Regions from separate parts of the Anser cygnoides genome. Here region 1 is linked to region 2. The links are chromatin contacts, called in public Hi-C maps. All regions are on one chromosome and are shown on one strand. The core of a region is the stretch at or near the end of the contact, and the rest is flanking DNA. Distances in the headings are between cores, read along the strand shown.

Evidence for each region. A called contact is a pair of places that touch in the nucleus more often than the background predicts.
Region 1: a Hi-C map of granulosa cells shows a contact between it and region 2, with 2.9 times the contacts expected there. The contact joins the promoter of IGFBP3 here to the enhancer-like site in region 2. A contact is called at or near these places in 2 of 7 Hi-C or Micro-C datasets (granulosa cells and liver).

Annotation. Positions count from the first base shown.
Region 1 is chr2:55,946,559-55,953,197 of Taihu_goose_T2T_genome, forward strand. It overlaps IGFBP3 (insulin like growth factor binding protein 3), which reads left to right and starts at 3,489. Exons shown (of 4, transcript XM_048053444.2): 1 at 3,489-4,523. The coding sequence starts at 4,133.
Region 2 is chr2:55,604,108-55,610,806 of Taihu_goose_T2T_genome, forward strand. The region is part of intron 1 of LOC136790072 (a long non-coding RNA gene); the gene reads left to right. Among named protein-coding and RNA genes, the nearest start is that of IGFBP3, 340 kb to the right of the region's middle. Within about 2 kb of position 1,529, at least 1 of the 3 cell types and tissues checked has open chromatin away from gene starts, as enhancers often do.

The DNA.
Region 1 (6,639 bases), core at 2,239-4,738, 340 kb after region 2:
GAGATCCTAAAAGGTTTTTAAGAAATGTCTTTGTGACTTGGTAACAAGGCATCTAGATTTGCAGGCATTAAAATACTACTTTTTTTTTCTATAATATGTGCAATATAGATGATATTTGACAAATATAGTGAGATATTATTGTACACAGTGAAAAGAAGGGATGGGATTGGTAAATAGAGAAAAAAACAGTTTATGTCAAAAATGTTTATTAATTTCTCACATCTTTTCTTATACTTTTTATCTTCCAAACTTGACTGCATGTAAATGCACCTTAGCATGAGGTATGTTCATGACCCACTAATTCATAGAATGACCTAACACTTAATGCATTCATTCAAAATCAAATACACAGAAAGAAGTTCTGTTCTCCATGTACTCCAATCTCAGCTGTAGTCTATCCAAATTCACTTATCTTTCCACTTTACACTCCACTGAAATTTCAAGACAGGATCTGAATTTTATTTATTTGTTTATTTATTACCTGTGGACAGAAGTCCAAGTGTTCTAGTAAATGTAGATCCAGCAGACTTTGTAAAGAAGCAGCATTTTTCCTGTTATCTCTGTGGTAACACCCGCATTATGGAAGTTGCACAATATCCAGATTGCTGACCGTTATGTGGGTTATAGAGAACATCTGACCAAGGAACAATCTCTGCTGTTCTTAGGATGAATCTTGAGAGCTAGATGTTTTTCTTCATTTCTTTCTCCCTCTAATTCATCTCTTCTCTTTAAATTCTGTAAGTTTTTTTATTGTCATGATATGCTACATAATGTCTAATGAGTATATAAGAGAGATGGATACATCTTTGAATAAACTCTGTATAAGAGCATTGTAATATTAAACCTATCAGCTATTTTTCTTTCTGCTATTATGGTTAACAAGATGTCTCCAATAGTAAATGGGAGTGTTTGGTAGCTGTTTCTGTAATACTGCCAATATATGCCCTTTCATTACGTATGCCTCTGTTAGCAAACAGATGGACAAATTCTGAAAAGGCTTCATTAATGTCTAAAATGTCTCCATTAACATCCCCAAAAGGATTTATTTCTCCTTTGTTTTCCTAATTCTATCTGCTTCCAAATTCAATTATTCTGTCTTCTGTCATGCTGAATTCAGAAACTGTCTTCAGAAAAACAGCAAACAATAGCATTTATAATGAATCCAGTACAGCTTTCTACTTCATGCATGGTTTAGGAGGGGGATCTGGAAAACACCTGGGCTGTTTATTTCTGATTTATTTCTAAGTATTTATTTTCCTATTATACCCCTGAACCTGGAGCAGGTCTTGCAGGAAATTTTCATTAAATTATAATTATAGACAGGTGACAAATAATTATGAGATATTCATTCTTGCCTTTGTGAAAACAGAGACCTAGAAACTATCATTTAAATGAGTACTGTATTTTGGCAATGTGACAGCATGTCTTCACAGACTGGGGGTGCACAAGCTGAAACTCCTTGCATTTTTATTTTCACTGGTTTAAAGTACACATTATACGAACTGACTTCATTGTAGATCTGAGTATTCTGCTGAAAAGCAAGAACATACTGAGGAAATCTCATGTACAGTGCTACCCTACTGTGCTACTACCAGACTAGAAAGGAATGCCTCTTCTTTCTTTTAAACTTAATCTGAGTTCTACATAAACAAAATGCAAGATGATCCTAACATTTTCAGAATGAATCAACTATAAACAATTATTAAAAACAAAATAAAATAAGCTTTCCTGCTATAGTTTTCAACAACAAAGACAAAAGAAAGTAGGAGAGAAAGAGGGAAAGAGAGAAAGAGAGAGGGAAAGATAGAGGGATGAGGGAAGGAAGGAAGGAAGGAAGGGAGGAAGGGAGGAAGGGAGGAAGGGAGGAAGGGAGGAAGGGAGGAAGGGAGGAAGGGAGGAAGGGAGGAAGGGAGGAAGGGAGGAAGGAAGGAAGGAAGGAAGGAAGGAAGGAAGGAAGGAAGGAAGGAAGGAAGGAAGGAAGGAAGGAAGGAAGGAAAATATGCGGTGTACAAGTGCTTTTTTAATTCCCCCCATGTCGCTGGGTTCGCTCAGATTTAGTGAGTCTCAAATTCAACACTGGACAACCGGCGACCTCTTTCGGTCAATTAACAAAATGAGCAAGAGGACAAAAGGCTGAAAATCGTTGGTGCAGTCGCCTATCGGGGTATTAAGCGAATCTGATCTCTCTTCCAACACCTCATTCATTTTATTTCCCTAGGAAAAGTCTCTATTAACTCTTACATCATATTCTTTACGCATAAAATATGATTTTTTTGGTCTTTTTATGTACAGTGTCTCTTTCAAGACAGTATTTTGGAAGGTACTGTCTGAACAAAGAACAGAGAAAACAAGCCAGAGTTGATTTTAATGTTCTAAAAAGATTTGATTTATAAAAAAAGAGCAGATTTTGAGATTCACAGGGCAGTACCTTGAATGATAACATCTCTACTTGAAAACTACACTTTTCCACTTGAATTTAGACACGTGAACAGCTGATGAATTACCGGAAGGTGAACTTCAATGTTAATAACACAGGGGTTAAAAACAGAGCAATGGTTTGGCTCATCATTTCCATGGCAGACAGTATTTGTATATGCCAGTATCTGTAAGCATTATTCATTTTACTTTGTATGAGGAGCAGGCTCCTGTGACAGAAAGGCCATATATGTGCCTACGTATATACTTCACCATATCCTGCTGTGTTAGGTCTCAGGAGTGCTGCAGAAAGGATGGTCACAAATTCTGGCTTTCACAATTCAGATTTTCTCCATCGAAGTTAACCTAAGTAACAGAGCAAAACAAGCCAAGCAGAGTGGGGGAAGAGTTTGCACTGGCTACAGAGAGCAAACACATGCAGTGTGCAAAATCGACTGTAGGGTTTGTTGTTTTTCTCCCCACAGACTTATGAGGATGTTGCAATGGAAAGTATTTTCTCGTGGACAGAGGGAAAAGTTTTAAAGAGCTCAGAGAACGCCTTAGAAAGATGGGTGAGCTGCATCCACGGGCCTGGATCACCACGTGTACTGAGTGATTGTGTGCCAGAGAGCACAGGGTGCCCGAGAGCAACATCTGTGCAAGCGTGTGTGTGAGGAAAGGCTTTCAGCCCCGAAGCAGACAAGATTTAGAGAGGAGCCCAAAAAAGGGCACTGCCCGCGAGCTTTGCTCGTACATCCCCTCCCGGTGCCACGGGGACACAAGCACATACACAGCGCTTACCGCTTAAACAACAAAAAAACACGAAACGCCCCTCTCCACAGAGCCGTACCGCTCACTAAGAAGCGCCCACACACCCCAGGGGCCGCCGCTGGCCCCTCCCCAGCCCCCAGCCCCCAGTGACCGCCGCGGGGCCTCGCCGAGCCCCCGCACTGCCGCCGCGGGGCGCTGCGCGGCCTTGGCGGGGCGGCGCGGGGCGGCGCGGGGCGGGGCGGCGCGGGGGGCGGCGGTGCCGATATATGGCAGGGCCGGGAAACGCCGCCGGACAGATGGGTGCAGAGTGGCGGAGAGGGGAGGCGGGAAGCAGCCAACAAAGAGAATAAAAAAAAAAAAAAAAGAAGGGAGCTGTGTTCGCTTTATTTTTATTTTTCTTCTTTTTTTTTTTCTTTCCCCCCACCGTGCTGTTTTTTTTTTTCTAAGCATTTTTGAAACAAGTTTTCTTCAGATCGTCTGGGCTTTTTTATTATTATTTTTTTCTTTTTTTTTTTTACTTTTGGAAGCATTTTTTTTTTCAGTGTTGTGTGTGGAAAAAAAAAAAGCCATCAACGTTAGTTTTAAGCCAAGTGGTTGAGGCGCTCTGCAGGGAGGAGGGGGGGAGGCAGGAAAAGTTGCCTTTGTTGTCAGCGAGCTCTTTTATTACCTTTATGTTACCAAAGGCCAGCGGCTGAAGAGAGGGTCGGTGCGAGCCTGCTGGGCGCGCAGCCTTCTTCCCTCGCGCTGCCCGGGCTGCGAGAGGCCGGTGACTTTACCTGCCCGCAGCGCTCGGCGGCGGCGCCCTCCTCCGGCGCCCGCCCTGCTCCGGGCGAGGAGAGGCGGCCGGCGCTGCCGCCCCGAGTCCCGTGAGCGGCGCAGCCCGGGGCGCTCCCCCCGGGCCGAGCGGCGCGGGGGCGCCTCCCGGCGGCCCCGGCAGCCGGTTGCCATGGTGCCGCGGCCCGGCGTGCTGTGGGCAGTGGCGGCGGCGGCGCTGGCGCTGCTAGGCCGTCGGACGGCGGCCGCGCTGGCGCTGGCGGGGCCGGTGGTCCGCTGCGAGCCCTGCGACGCGCGGGCGCTGCAGCAGTGCAAGCCGCTGCAGCCCGACTGCGCCGAGAGGGTGCGAGAGCCGGGATGCGGCTGCTGCCTCACCTGCGCCCTGCGCCTGGGGCAGCCCTGCGGGATCTACACGGAGCGCTGCGGCGCCGGCCTCAGCTGCCAGCCGCTGCGGGAGGAGGCGCGGCCGCTGCAGGCGCTGCTGGAGGGCCGCGGGCTCTGCACCAACGCCACGGCGGACGGCAAGCTGCGGGCCTTCGTGCTGCCCGGGCCGCTGGCTGAAGGTAAGCGGCTGCTTAATTCTTTCTTCTGGAAGTTGAAAAGTAACCGCCCGCTCCGGGGAGGTCGGGCGGGGGGGCACTGGTGGTCCGCCGGCTGCCCGCGGCCGGCTCCTGCCCGAGCTTCTCCGGCCAGCCGCGCAGCCAGGGCTGGGGTCGCTTTTGAAAGAGGGATGCTCTTTTTTTTTAATTTATTTTTCCCCTAAGGAAAAGGGAGGTTAACCTCTTGTGTCTCTTACTATCGTTATTTATTTATTTTCTTCACCCCTGGTGCTGTGAAGTAATCCTTCGCGAAAGAGGCGAAGTTGCTGATTTTGAAAGCAATCTTGGGGAGGGAAGAAGTTGTATGTTCCTCGCATGGGTTCCTGACGCTGCCGGCCTGAAGAGGAGACGATGAAATCCTTGCGATTTGTGCCTAGTGTTCCTGGAAAGAGGGTGTGAGAAAACTAGAGAGTGTGTGGGCTAGCTCTTGTGCTGCAGCGTGATTACATCAAGGCAGTGATAACCCAGGAATTAAAAAAAAAAAAAAAAGTTTTCTTGGCCCTTGACGGTGGTTGTTCAGAACAAAGCATTTGCACAGCAGTGTTTAAGAGGATGTTGTTTTTCCCTGCATTGCAAATAAACCTTCAGACAAACGAAAGCTTTCCAGTACCTCTTACATATCTTGTAAATGAGACATTCACCGAGCAGGTTCTGTTTGGTTTGAAGAGGAAGGGACAGCTGGAAAAAGTTCTGTTAGCATGCACATTTGGAAACTTTAGAGGCCGGAAAAATTGGGATTCAGATCAAAAAAACTCAGCCCTGTGCAAACATTTCATTAAACTGTTTGTTAGCCAACAGCAAGTATGTCAACATTTATTTAATAGAAAAGTGTGTCAAAAGGCTTTCCACTGTTTGCATTTTTAAAAAGCCAGGAGTTTTTCTGCTAGGTTACAGGGACTCTTTGGCTGGCCTTTCTTAGCTGAGGAAGTGGCACCAGTGTTCCAGTTAACTAGCTGCTATGAGACTAAGAGATGCCTTATTATAATTATTTATGTGCTGTTCCCAGCCTGTTCATGCTTTAAATGAGCGAGAGTTCAGAGGTACTCACTGAAGTTTTAAATCTCATTGGAACATGGAACAGCTTCCTTCATCACATGAACTTGGCTTTGACTATTCATCCTTCAAATGAATTGAAAACAGAGGGAGTCTCCTCGATACATGAGACTTGGCAGTGTTTTGTGGAGGGGCAGTGCTTTTAACAATGACTGTTAGAGGAGGGGAAAGACAGAGCTGAATGTTGGTTCCCTGATGAAAATATTTCCATTTTCAGGCTAAATAGTCAGAATGCGGAGTTCCTGTTTTTGCATTCTTGGCGCAGGGAGAATTCCTGTTTTGAAGTCAGTAGGAGCTTTGATCGCTTAAAAAGTGCGAAGTAGGTCTCTACAGTTTACATTCAAAGCATGAAGGTTGAAAATTCAGGGTGCAAAAAAGAAGTATTATGACGAACCTGTGTGTACACATAGTACCTGCCTCCTCATGGGTGCTGCTCCAGTTTCAGCTCTAAATCCAGTGCTTGGGAACTAAGGTTGTGGCATGGCGCCCTCCCTCCCTGACCAGGATCACACCTCCCTTTCATGTAGCATCGTCCTGCATTATGTGCTACGCTTTTGGTCTTTACTAGAAATTGCTAGAAATCAGTATGGATGGTGTGTATTGCAGGAACTTCTTCATGCCAACTAAAGTAGGCCACTGACTTTACAGTTCAGGTTTTGGGGCACAAAAGTCATAATTTTACTGTTCATATACAAACCTTCTAATCTCTTTTTGAAAGAGAGCAAACAACTTTTGGAGCAATTTTGTTTCCATTACAACAGAATGTAGAGGTACCATGTCACCAGCTTTTGTAGAACTGAGTTAATTGAATATGCTTTACCGTTTAAAATGTGGCATTATGACCATTCTGAATTCAAGTGTAAGAAATTCTGTCAATATGTGACGGTCTATACAAACTGGGAAATGAGCAGCCTGTTGATTTGTTAATGCACATTAAGAATACGTTCCACTTTTTTTTATAGTAGGTAAACTAAAAAATTGGACAGACTAGAGAAAACACAGTAGCCATAGTATTTGTATCTAGAAG
Region 2 (6,699 bases), core at 279-2,778:
TAAAAAGACCATGACCAACTCTCCGTAGGGGATGATTCTCCTGTGAAGAGAGTACTCATCAGATATTGCGACTTGTTGCTGAGAGAGATTGATTCTATCTGGTAAAATATCTTAGTGCCATGCTTTATACCTGGTGGCACTTGAGATAATGAAACATCTGTCAGTGTTTTGGGGTGAAAAGTGATGGATGCCAAGTGATGTGCAGAAAATCCAAGTGATGGCTAGAGTTTTGCAAGACTCTGTGAGACGACAGACTAATTGTAAATTCTACAACATTCTGATATTTAAAGACATTATTCCTCAGACAACAAAACCTGAATATCCTGTATATTTTATTTTTTTTTAGTAGCAGCAGGTATTCCTGGAAAAAAATATTTGTATGTTTCTATAGAATTTTCATTCACTTCTCCTGAAATCTGGTGAAAAAAAATAAGACTGTTATAAAACTACATCTGCATAATAGCTACTGCAGCACAGGTTCTCTGGGAATGGACTAACTCTGACAAAAAGAAGACTCACACACCTCGACAGAACAGGTCAGACCATCCAATCTGAGAAAAGGAAAAGCATTTACATATATCATGGCTCTCATAGCAAGTCTAACATTTCTCCTTGGAAATATATATATTTTTTAATGTAATGAAATTATTAGGACTGCCCATCTTCATAGAGAATTACTAATTAGAAGGAAGGACAGATGCTATACAATTAAGTCCCTATGGAGGAATGGTTTCTATAAGTAGACTGAGTAAAATTGAACAGTACCTGAGTTTGAGTTTCTGGGTTGTGAGTTCTGGAATATTGTGCTGAGGTACCTTCCTCAATGAAAGATAAGAAGAAAAAATGATGTTATTTCTACTTGTTTTCAATTGAGATTTCCATTTTACAGTACAATCTAGATTATTTTTGAGGTTAAAATCAACCAACCAACTGCTTCAATTTAGTTTTAATGGCACAAGTCCCTGACTGTTGAACTGAGTTATAACTAAAACCACCGTACACCTAACTTTGAATTTCTTAGAGCTGAAGGAGTGATGTAAGTTTCTAGTAGCTTCTGACATGTTTAGTGTAAAATCAGTTTTAAGTAGCCAGAGTTGAAGTTATCATTTCGAAGAATGATACAAACAAGTTTATGAGTCATGTATATGTTAATAAAAATAGATGTTCTTTACAATTTATCCTAATATATTAGGAAGTAACTGTTAAAAATATCTTTTTTTTTTTTCTCCCCTCTGCAGATGATAAAATTAAAGTAAAATATACACATATTAATGAATTATGCCTACCTCACTGTTCTTGTTTTTCCTGGACTTAATAGTAGTAAGCAGCTTACTTTCCTGAGACCTTGAAAATAGTTTTTAAGCGTTTCATCTGTTTAAGGATTAAGACGTCACTCAACGCTAGATTTATCTAGCCTTAGGTATTTTTCCTTTTAATTTACCATTTTGTTACATTGCCTCTTGACACTTCAGTGTCTGACAGTGCTTATTTTTTTGTTAAAGGAAAAGTTTCCACATTCCTTTCATTTTTTGGCATCTGTTAATACCAGTAGAGAAGTCAGAAATGTTGGTGATTTTCCAAGCATGTAGAGTGGAAATACCTTTCCTTTCCCTCTTGTCTGCAAAATTATATTAACTTCTAATGTCTGGACATTGATGTGTCTGTTGAAAGGGAAAAAAATAGTTGACTACAGAACAAATCTATATATTTAATCCAATGAATTGCCTGACATGAAATCAATGGCAATGACAGTATTTTCAGACAGTTTGGAAAGTTTTACTTAGTTTTACATGGAATGAGTACAAGCAACTAATATGGATCTTCCTGGTGTTTTAAAAATGAGTAACATCCATTGCATACATTTTTGATCAGGCTGAAATTGATCTTTTTTTTCCTGCTAGGTACATTCTTCTTTATGATTAGATGACAGCAGAAGCCAAAGATAAAATGAAGTTCATTGGTGTGGGTCAAACACATTTCATTTTCCATTTGACTATAAATTGACTTTTTGAAGTTGGATTTCATAATAAATCTTATGATTCCTGTCACTAGCAAGAGATAGAAAATGGGCTATTGAATTTGAATTGTGTTAAAAAAAAAGGGGTTTTCTTTTTCTTTTTTTTTTTTTCCCACTTCTCCTTCATTGTGAGATTATTCCTTCCTCCTTTTTCCCTCCTCTTTCTTTCACTTTACTTAAGGAAAATATTGAATGTGACACCAGCAAGGTAAAGCTTAAAATTGTCAGCAGAAGATCATATGTAATCTTTGCAACAGCATAAGATTTACTGGGATTTTAACTGTTATCCAAATATGGGCCTCTGTATTTTTTATATTCAATGCTATTTTTTATTACTATTATTATTCATTTTAAACCTAGGATATTCAAGCTGTTGTGTTGAAAGAAATAGAAAGGGGGATGGTGAGAAACAAATTTTCGCATATCATAGTTTTACAGTTTAAATGGAATAATATACTTGTACAAAAAGAGTTAACAGTTGTTTTCATCTTTATATGGATTTTATAAGTGGATATGTTGTCTGACAACTTTGCCAGCAGATCTTGAACAGCATTTTAAAGAAGACAAATTTACATATACTGGATTTCCAAGCTTTGTCTTTTAATATATATTTTTTTTCTATTTGCATACTTAAAGCTATTGAAGAACTAGAACTCTCAATGTATACACCTATTGTACAACTAGTTGATGAAGTGAGTTACAGCAAGTGCTGTCATTTTAAAAATACCTGTAGGTTAGGTTACATTACTACCTTAGGTGAAACAGTATAGTCAGTGTCTGCAGATTATATATGGAGGAAATATTTTAAAATCTTGAATTTTTCATTTGAGCATTCTAATTAGCTATTAAATCCCACTAACTTTGTTGTTCTTTCTGATGGGATGGCTGTGTTTTTAATTAAATACTCTGCACTTGGAAGACTGCCAGTTAATCATCAAGCAAAGTATTGTTGAGACTTTTGTTTTTTGATTTTCTTGATTCTTTTGCAGCTCCAAACTCTGCTATAAACCAGATGGAAAACATGAATAGTTAGCTTGAGTTTCCATTAACAAAGAATGACTAGAAATGAGTTGCAGTAAATGTAATTTTTAAAATGCATAACTTTTGTCAGTTATAAGCATAGGTATCCTCTTACTGCGTACCTACGTTTTCTAGGTATCCTCTTACTGAGTGTAGGATATTAATCAATGTGAAAAATTCAATGATGAATCTTAATTTTCTCAAAAAAAAAAAAAGATTTTAGCTGATACAAGAAGAGAGAATAGAAAGCAACTTTTATGGGATTTCTTTCTAAACTTGGGGATATAGTTTATAGACAGAAGTTTGACAGCTGTGTAATTAGATTTTCTAGTCCTCTAGAAATGTGAATATCATCAGTCTAATTATATCTTACAAACATAAATAACTTGTTTATTTTTAAATTTTATGGTGCATCCTTGTTGTTCCTCTATGACATGGTAAGCTTAAAATCAAGCACGTGTTCCTTTTTATTTCCTGCTGGATCTCATCATGAAAAGTTGATTATTCTTAAATAAATAATTCTAATCATCAGTACTGTAGAAGGCTTTCCATACTTACAGTTGTTTGAGTGTTTGTTTATACCACATTCTTTCTGAGATTTGGTTGATAGAGGACATGCATTTTTAAGGTATATTCTGTCTTTTTCTCTCAATGCAGCTTCACATAGTTCATTCATCTCTGGAGTGTAGTTTAGAATGTTCCCTTTAATCTCTCCTGTTGCTAGTTTTTGATTAACATTTTTGTTTCTTAAAAAAAAATTAAAAAATCAGACTTGGTGTTAACAGCTCTATATTACCCTCTTTTTTTTTTTTCTAATGATAATCACAACATTTATTTCTTCTAGCTTAGACAGGGCCTCCTTTTTATTATATTTAAGTAAGATCAACAACATAAATAAGTTTCATGACTCTTTCTGTAACCTATTAACATAAAGACTTCATCGAAAATATTATCTCCTTTACCTCTTGCCGTGTAACAGGTTGGCTGTCTATTGTGTGGTTTCTGCAGTGGCTATGTGTACATTACCTTGTCTATCTCCATACTCATAGCTGTTACCTTCACCCTCTCTGTTAAGTCTCCAAGTTTAATATTCTACCACACTCTCTAGATCACTTTCTGCTGTTAGCTTTAGCTTATCCACTTGTGAAGTGTGTTTTGCATATTATTTTTTGTCTTTCTGTTTATATTTGATCTCCCTGTCAATGCTTTACATGTTTCTTTAGTGTTGCTGGGGGAATATGCAAAAGATGTGTCTTGCTCCTATGAGACTCTGCAGCTCCTGACAGGACCTCTTATTCACAAGCATTCTAGTGAATGTAAGTAAAATGTAACCACTCCAATCCAGTGTACCTTGAATAATATATGCAAAGGAGGCAACAGGAGTCTTTATCAATAGCACTGAGAGGCTATAGTAGTACTAGGCTATAGAAGAACATTACTGGGGCATGTAAAATTTATATTTAGAGCAAAAGAAAAGTCTTTCTGTAAGGAGACACAGACATCACAGTTAAACATGAGGTTAATTTTTGGAAGGATTGGAAGAATTTTTGACAGTACAGAGAATATAATTTTTTTTTCCCAAAGGATTTTATGAAGTTATGAGTAGAAGACTAAATCCTTATAAATATCAAGCAAAAATGGTTTGAGGGCAAGTGACAATTGCAGACTTCCTCTGTACAAAGTAAAGGAATTTGTTCTATTCTTGCTGTTGCTGCAAACATTTATCATGTATTTCAATTACTTTCAGAGGACTTCAAGAAGTTTGGCACTGTATCAAATATAATCACAATTTAACCACTTACAAGGCACTTTGGTTACAGATAACAAATTCAGAAGTCAATTTGGGACTGGAAAATGATCATTTCCTTGCAAAATATATTCTAATGAACGCGATGAACACAGAATATTTTTAAAAAGAAGCTATGGACAAATTGTGTGCTGGGATAAATTATTTTCCATCTTGGCTTCCATCTGTGATAAGGAGGGAAATATTGAAGATCTTAAAGTTTCTTATTTTTGTGGATGTCACATTAAATGGGACTAATCAAGAGTCCAATGTTTGCCTATATCAGAGCCCTGTTAAGGGCCTTTTCTAAGACAGTTTCACAAAGTTGAACAAGTTTAATAAGGCAACAGATAGATTCATAATTGCCATTGATAAATACACTTTCTGCAAGGGTGTTAATCTGTGATAATACTGCTAGCAAAATGCTATCCATGGCATTCCTCACCAAAAGGTGAAGGCACAGATTTTACCAAGAAGGCAGCCCTGTCTTGGTGGAGGAGGACTGCCTTTTCTAGGTTTCCGGTTTCTTCTTTCTCCCTGCCCTCCCCACTCTTCTTTTTTCCTCACTCTAACATTTTTTAATTATTGTTGGTTTTTTTGTTTGTTTGTTTTCCTAACAATAACTTTCTTCTTTTACACCGTCTTAATACTCTTCTATATCCTAACCTTATCTGTTCCCTCCATGGGGTGACAGTTAGTAAGATTGGATGAAGAGTTTAGTATTATTGTCATATATGTTTAGCATGTATTTCATTAAGCTCATTATTATATTCAGGGGTGTATTTAATATTCAGTTAATATTCATCAGTATTTAATATTCTTTTTACAAATAATAAAGCAAAAGGTTTCACTCTGGGCACTGTAGCCTTCAAGATTCTGTTCTGCTGCCAAAACAGGGCTGCCCCACCAACACAAGACTCCCTCCTTCAACAACCTCTCATACCAAGCCTGCAGACATCCATCCACAAAATTTGTAAATGAGATAAACAAGAACAAGCTGCTCAACTCCCCTTTGCCCAAGACTGGTGTTTATCAGTGTCACTAACAAGTCTAACCGAGCACTTGTGAAATAATCAATCTGATGATGTATTTCTTATCTGTATATAATAAGAATGCATACAACAAATGAATACCTAAACCAGACAAAATCTTGTATATATACTTCCATTCTGAGACCGAAGTGGTGTTTAAGAACAAGGTCACCTCTGCCACGAGCCTCACTGAAAAAACAGACCCAATAACTGCCATAAATCTGCTGGTACAACTACCAAAATAATCTATCAGGAAGCCAAGTAATACTATACAGAAATACTGTACAGAGATTGGCATTCATAAATTCTTATTTTTCTGACAAACATCCAAGAGAATGCAGAAAAGTAAAAGGTTATCTTCCCTTCCCAGTGGCGTTGTGGATTGTTAAATGAGTAAAGAGTCATAAATGAGTACACTCTACAATCTACATAACAATTTTTGAAAAGAGTTCTGAGGACTAAGCTAGTTCTTTCTTAAGAAAATAGCATATTTTAACTGCAGTTCACAGCCAAGCTATTTTCTTAGAGACTATTTTTCTCATACCTCCTCCAAATAATTTTTTCTTCTGTCTAACCAAATTTTCCTCCAGGTTTTGGTCATCTCCCTCCAAGTTCAGTGAAGAAAGTCTCCATGGACTCATTTGCCACCACTGGCATAGAAATAAACTCCATATTTTTATATTTTGAGATTATTTTTTTTTTTTTAGAGATGAGTAATAGTAACAAAACTGATCAACAGTCTTCATGGAGGAAAGTCTGGCCATGATAGTTGTAGCTACTGAAAATCAGGTGACGTTTATTCACTTCTATATTGTATAGTGGACCATGGCTGCTATTAATAACAC